Linked DNA regions of Mus musculus: region 2 is linked to region 1. The links are chromatin contacts, called in public HiChIP or PLAC-seq maps. All regions are on one chromosome and are shown on one strand. The core of a region is the stretch at or near the end of the contact, and the rest is flanking DNA. Distances in the headings are between cores, read along the strand shown.

What was found. HiChIP or PLAC-seq counts read pairs in DNA pulled down with a chosen protein or histone mark.
Region 2: a contact with region 1 is called in an H3K27ac HiChIP or PLAC-seq map of embryonic stem cells, with 8 read pairs. The contact joins the promoter of 9530068E07Rik here to the enhancer-like site in region 1. A contact is called at or near these places in 5 of 39 promoter capture datasets (embryonic stem cells, liver, pre-B cells and 1 more), 1 of 15 datasets of contacts at CTCF or cohesin (embryonic stem cells), 13 of 484 Hi-C or Micro-C datasets (CD4 single positive thymocytes, the G1E-ER4 cell line, the N1E-115 cell line and 4 more), 10 of 115 datasets of contacts at active chromatin or transcription factors (embryonic stem cells, extraembryonic endoderm stem cells, pancreatic cancer cells and 1 more) and 3 of 9 other capture datasets (adipose tissue, liver and pancreatic islet).

The regions. Positions count from the first base shown.
Region 1 is chr11:52,345,541-52,348,399 of GRCm38.p6, reverse strand. No RefSeq gene overlaps it. Among named protein-coding and RNA genes, the nearest start is that of Gm51894, 12 kb to the left of the region's middle. Within about 2 kb of position 1,604, at least 125 of the 459 cell types and tissues checked have an H3K27ac peak or open chromatin away from gene starts, as enhancers often do. A contact at or near this core is called in CD4 single positive thymocytes, the G1E-ER4 cell line, the N1E-115 cell line and 5 more, where this site is marked.
Region 2 is chr11:52,395,077-52,397,776 of GRCm38.p6, reverse strand. It overlaps 9530068E07Rik (RIKEN cDNA 9530068E07 gene), which reads right to left and starts at 1,349. Exons shown (of 3, transcript NM_153117.2): 1 at 1,174-1,349. The coding sequence starts at 1,309.

The DNA.
Region 1 (2,859 bases), core at 355-2,854:
TTCCATCTGGGCTGCTCTTAACTCCAGTTGGCCAGCCCTCAAGGCCATATTTTCATGACTCATTTATCCCATAGTATCTTCCCTCTCTCCATCTAAGACTCCCTCCTTGTGGTCTCTCCTCAGACTCCAAGCCCGGGAACCCAAACCCCACCTATCTTTCTTCTGTCCAGTTATAGGCTGTAGGCATCTTTATTCACCAATCAGGGATAACTTGGGGAGCAAGATTACATGGTATCTCTTATGTGTGTGCAGATTCTCTTGTCCCTGGGAACCAGTATTTAGTATTACAATACATACCAAAACCAAACCTCAACAATTTAGTGTGTGTGCAGGGGCATATGTGCAGGTGTGTGTGTGTGTGTGTGTGTGTGTGTGTGTGTGCTCACCCTTGTTGGCAGCCATTCCCATTTAAACCACCACAGCCCTGTACCTTCTTCAGGGTCTGGGACCTGCATGGTAGGAGGAAGCACACCTATGCCCGGACATCTCTCAGCTTCTGTCCTGTCCCTCTCCCTCAGATGTCCCTCGCTCACTCAGCTTCCACTGAAAGTCTTGCTCCCCAGCACTAAGAACTGAGCCAGAACAGGATATGGGAGAATCGGGTGCCGCCGCTGCCCTTGCAAAACTAATAATCAAAGGATTAGATAGACTTTGCTCAAAATGCCGTAGAAATAGCATGTAAAGACTGGCCACAGTGTCACATGCCTGTGACCCAGGCACTCTGGAGTACAGGAAGGATGATCAGGAGTTCAAGGTCAGAGAAAGGTTGAAGTCTGGACCACGTGAGATATTTTCTCATAAAAGCAAAGCGAAACAAAACAAAAATGAAGACTGACTGGACCCACATTTAAACCCAGCACTCAGGAGACAGAGGCAGTTGGATCTCTGAGTTTGAGGCTAGCCTGGTCTACATGGCAAGTTCTAGCCCAGTCAGTGTTATGCAATGAGACTATGTTTAAGAAGAAGAAAAAAGGGCTGGAGAGATGGCTCAGAGGTTAAGGTTAAGAGCACCAACTGCTCATCTGAAGATCCTGAGTTCAAATCCTAGCAACCACATGGTGGCTCACAACCATCTGTAATGAGATCTGATGCCCTCTTCTGGTATGTCTGAAGACAGCTACAGTGTACTTGCATATAATAAATAAATACATGAAGAAGAAGAAGAAGAAGAAGAAGAAGAAGAAGAAGAAGAAGAAGAAGAGGAGGAGGAGGAGGAGGAGGAGGAAGAGGAAGAGGAAGAGGAAGAAGAAAATCAAAATTAAAAAGAAGCTGAGAAAGGCCCCTAGCAGCGTCTTCACCCCATTTTCCTCCAAAGAGGAATGCTACAGGAATGTAATCTGTAGCAGTCTCATAGAAGATTCTAGGCGTAGCCAAACACAGCTGAATACAGCCCCATGAACACTGCAGCCAGAGTCATGGAAGACTAAAGTACAGTCCCAGGGAAGCCGGGCTTAAGATGAAGGTGGCAGTGGGTCAAATGAATTAGATGAAGTGGAAATCGTAGACTTCACGGACTGAAGCTGAGTTTCTAGCTGTAACTGGGGAAAGGGCGGAGGAGGCGTGGCCTCTGGGGAAGATGGCGGATCTAGGTGCGACCATTGGCTGCGCCACCCTCCTGATTTCCACAGAGGCCAATCTTGGGGGAGGGGACAGCCTCTGGGACGCCCACCAATCTAGTCAAGGGCAGCTATTGTGGGGCAAATCGCTCTTGGTGTCCTTTTCTTGTCGGAGATACATAATGATACAGGAAAAGGGGCGAATTGAACCTAGACCAGGTTTCTTCTCAACACCACTGATTGATATAAAATTCCCTGTGTTTGCTGACTCCTCTATTTCTGTCCACTCTGCCTGGCCTTTACTTGGGCTCCCTGGCAGAGATAGAGAGGCTCTTACTAGGTAGCAATAGCTTGCCAACCACGCCCACGGATGTACTTCCACCCACTCACCAAGAGGTGGCAGCACCACCCCAGGTTGCTTGCTTGGAAGCCTGTGTGATCTCTTGAAGAAAATTCATTTTCCTGCAGGCATCAGTGCACTTTTTTCCTGATGAGGAAAGTGGGGCCAGTAAGAAAACGATTAGGGTTGCCTTTCATCCCCAATAGCGTGTTCTGATGGCTCTCTGACCCGATCCCAAAGGAGATTCAGTCCTTGCTTCTGGGGAGCATTTTAGCAACCTCTTGAGGTATTTTTGATCTTCACAGGTTGGGTGTAGGAGGCTGTCATAATTAATCTTCATTGTCAACCTGCCTGGGTTTGGAATCACCTAGGAAACACACCCGTGTGTGGCGGTTGCACAGAGGAGGGAAGACCCTGGATGTAGGCGGTACCATCCCATGACTGGGGGCAGGGACGCGGGGGGGGGGGGGGAGGGCAAGACTGAATCAAACAGGAGGAAAGGAAAGAGCAAACCGACCACTGGCACCCCTTCCCATCTCCTACCCGCAGATGCAGTGTGACTAGAATCCACACACTCCTGCCCCCAAGCCTTCCCCACCACAACGGAGTACCCTCAAACCAGAATAAACCTTACCTTCCTGAAGCCAATCAAGGGATAATGCTGGGGGGGGGGGGCATGGGCAGGCCTCTGTGCCGGACCTTGGAGGGACCAGGCATGCCAAAGTCCTTGCCTTCCTTCCAGGAGATCAGGCTTCAGAGAGAGATGATGTCTCTGTGAAGTGAGAAGTATGGTCTTGGGGACAACTGAGAGACTAAGATAGAATGGCACAGACAGAGATCGACTTTAACAGCCATGATGGAGTGTGGGGCCAGAGATATGGGTTCTGGAAGCCAAGCTCTGCTCTCTGCACGTGCAGCAAGCACTCCTAACCACTGAGCTATCTCTCCAGCACCCCGTGCGTT
Region 2 (2,700 bases), core at 100-2,599, 50 kb before region 1:
TGTTGCTCTAGATGATTAAAGATCAAAATTATGTCTGCATCCACCAGGGAAATCCTCATTACATTCTACCCAAGATATAAGAGCCTTGGAAAACCTAGTCTTTCCTCCCACAGACTCCAAAACCCTCCAGTTAGGGCAGTCAGCTGCCTGCTTTCAGTGCTGCTGAGGAAGGAAACTATGTATGCAACCCAGCACTGTAATAAAGGGACGGGTGATTGGCTGGAGAGTCTCCCTGGGCAAAGAAGGAAGTCAGCCCCAGTTCACATTAAGTTTTCATCTGAAAAAAAAAATCAATAAAGACTTGGGGAGAAAATGATTGCACGCTGGACAGAAAGAAAAATATGACTACTCAACAATGCTCAGTTTCTCCTGCTAAATCTCTGCCTCGGTTTACAGATTTCACTTTCAAGAACGGCTTTAATATCCTGATTTATGCTATAGCATCTGCAAGAAAAGAAAGTTTTTCTCAAATGAGGCGAGAGGGCGTTCGGTAAAACCTCAGCTCAAGGAAGGGCATCTGCCGCAGACACGCTCTCTCCCTTTGTTTCTAAACTCTACTCCTCCTCCAAGGCCCTCAGCCGGTCAGCGTCCCCGGACTCTGCCTCTACACCAAAAGCCCCAGAACTTCTCAGACCTCAGAGATGGAATCCACAAACAGCTCCTCCCCTCTTCCACTCTGGAACAGTCAATCAATTCAGTCCCAACACTGGGTCGCTGTCCCTATCTTTATCTCTGACCTCACCATTTCGAAGGGGAAAACAAAACAAAAACTTGCCTAGCCTTGCTTGTCCCTCTAACCTCAAGCATCTCTCTTAACATCACTCTCCCCAACTCCGACTATCTCTTCGGCCTGTTTCCTATCCAGTCTGCGAGATCTCTGTACTCCCCATTTTGGGGACCTCCCCCCTCCACACCGAGCGCCCTTCCTCCAGGGAGTGTATTCTCAGAGACTCCGTCCACGACACGGGGACTTCCCGTCCCCGCCCACCTACTCGGGTCTCTGAATCTCACAACCCCACTTCTCAGGCCTGGGGAGACCGCACTGGGAGCGCTTCCCAACTCGGGCCCAGCCCTGGGCGCGGGAACTCGGCCGGTGGGAACCACCGTGAGTCGGCGGCGCTCCGTCCCCGTCGGGCCCGACCCGGTCCCTCGCCGTCTCCCTGCGTTCATTACCAGAGCACAGGACGGGCACGAGCAGCAACGCCAGCACCAGAGATCGCGCCAGAGCCCCGAGGCCCCGGGCGCCCGGCCCGGGAGACAGCTTCTCTCGTGCAGCCCCGCACATTCTGCCCAGGGCGGAGGCGGCCATAACGGACTCGGCCCCCGAGCCTGCGCTGTTGCTAGGTTCTGCGAGGTGACGTCAGATACGCGTCCGAAGCGCACTCCCGAAGCAGCTACGTCCCGGCGTGATGACGTTGCATCTCTGAACCCGAAAGGTTAGCGTGGGAGTGTAGAAAAGGGTGCTTAAAAAAAAAAAAAAAAAAAAAGGCGAATGGGACGGATTTATTTTCAACTGGTGGTTTTTTGTTTTGCTCTGTGGTTTATCGTTGTCATCTTTGAGATGTATTTCAGGGGTCATCGCTTAAGAGCACTGGCTGATTCCCCCAGAGCTCCTGGGTTCGATTCCAAGCACCCCTGTATGTGAGGACTCACACCCATCTGTCCCAGGGTATACGGTGCCCTCTTTAGGCATCCTCAAACACTAGACGTATAACTGATGCAGAAACTCATAAGTAAAACAACTACACACAAGTTTAATACACTTAAGAAAGATTATATATATATATATGGAGCTGGAGAGAATGTTCAGCTGTTGAGAGCATTTGCTACTCTTGCAAAGGACTGGGTTTGGTTCCCAGCACTCAGATTAAACAGCTCACAGCCACCTCTAACTCCAGTTCCAGGGGATCTGACTATAAGACCTCTTTTGATCTCCACAGGCATTAGGCATATGGGGTACACAAACATATATGCAAGCAATCATTTCTGAATTAAAACTAGCCAGGTGTGATAGTGCATATCTTTAGTTTCAGCACTCAGGACGCAGAAGCAGGTAAATCTAAGTGAATTCGAGTCCAGCCTGGTCTACAAAGCGATTATAGAACAGCCAGGGCTACACAGAGAAACCCTGTCTCAAAAAATAATAATGATAAAATAAGCATTAAAGAAACAATAAAGAAAGAGTAAAATTGTGTGTAAGTTCAAATGCCCTCCAGTGCCAGAAGAGGGCGTCTACTCCCCTGGAGCTGGAGGTTGCTGTGATTATGAGCCACCCCATGTGGCTCCTGGGAACCACACCCTGGTCCTCTACAAGCACAATTGCTCTAAACTGTTGAATAATTTCTCCAGCACCCTTTTGGTTTTGGTTTTGAAACAAGATCTCAAGTGGCCCAGGCTGGCCTCAAAATTCCTTTTTTTTTTAATTTTATTTTTTAATTAGGTATTTTCTTCATTTACATTTCAAATGCTATCCCAAAAGTCCCCCATATCCCCCCCCACTCCCCTACCCACCCACTCCCACTTCTTGGCCCTGGCGTTCCCCTGTACTGAGGCATATAAAGTTTGCAAGACCAAGGGGCCTCTCTTCCCAATGATGGCCGAGCCGACTAGGCCATCTTATGCTACATATGCAGCTAGAGACACAAGCTCCGGGGGTACTGGTTAGTTCATATTGTTGTTCTACCTATAGGGTTGCAGACC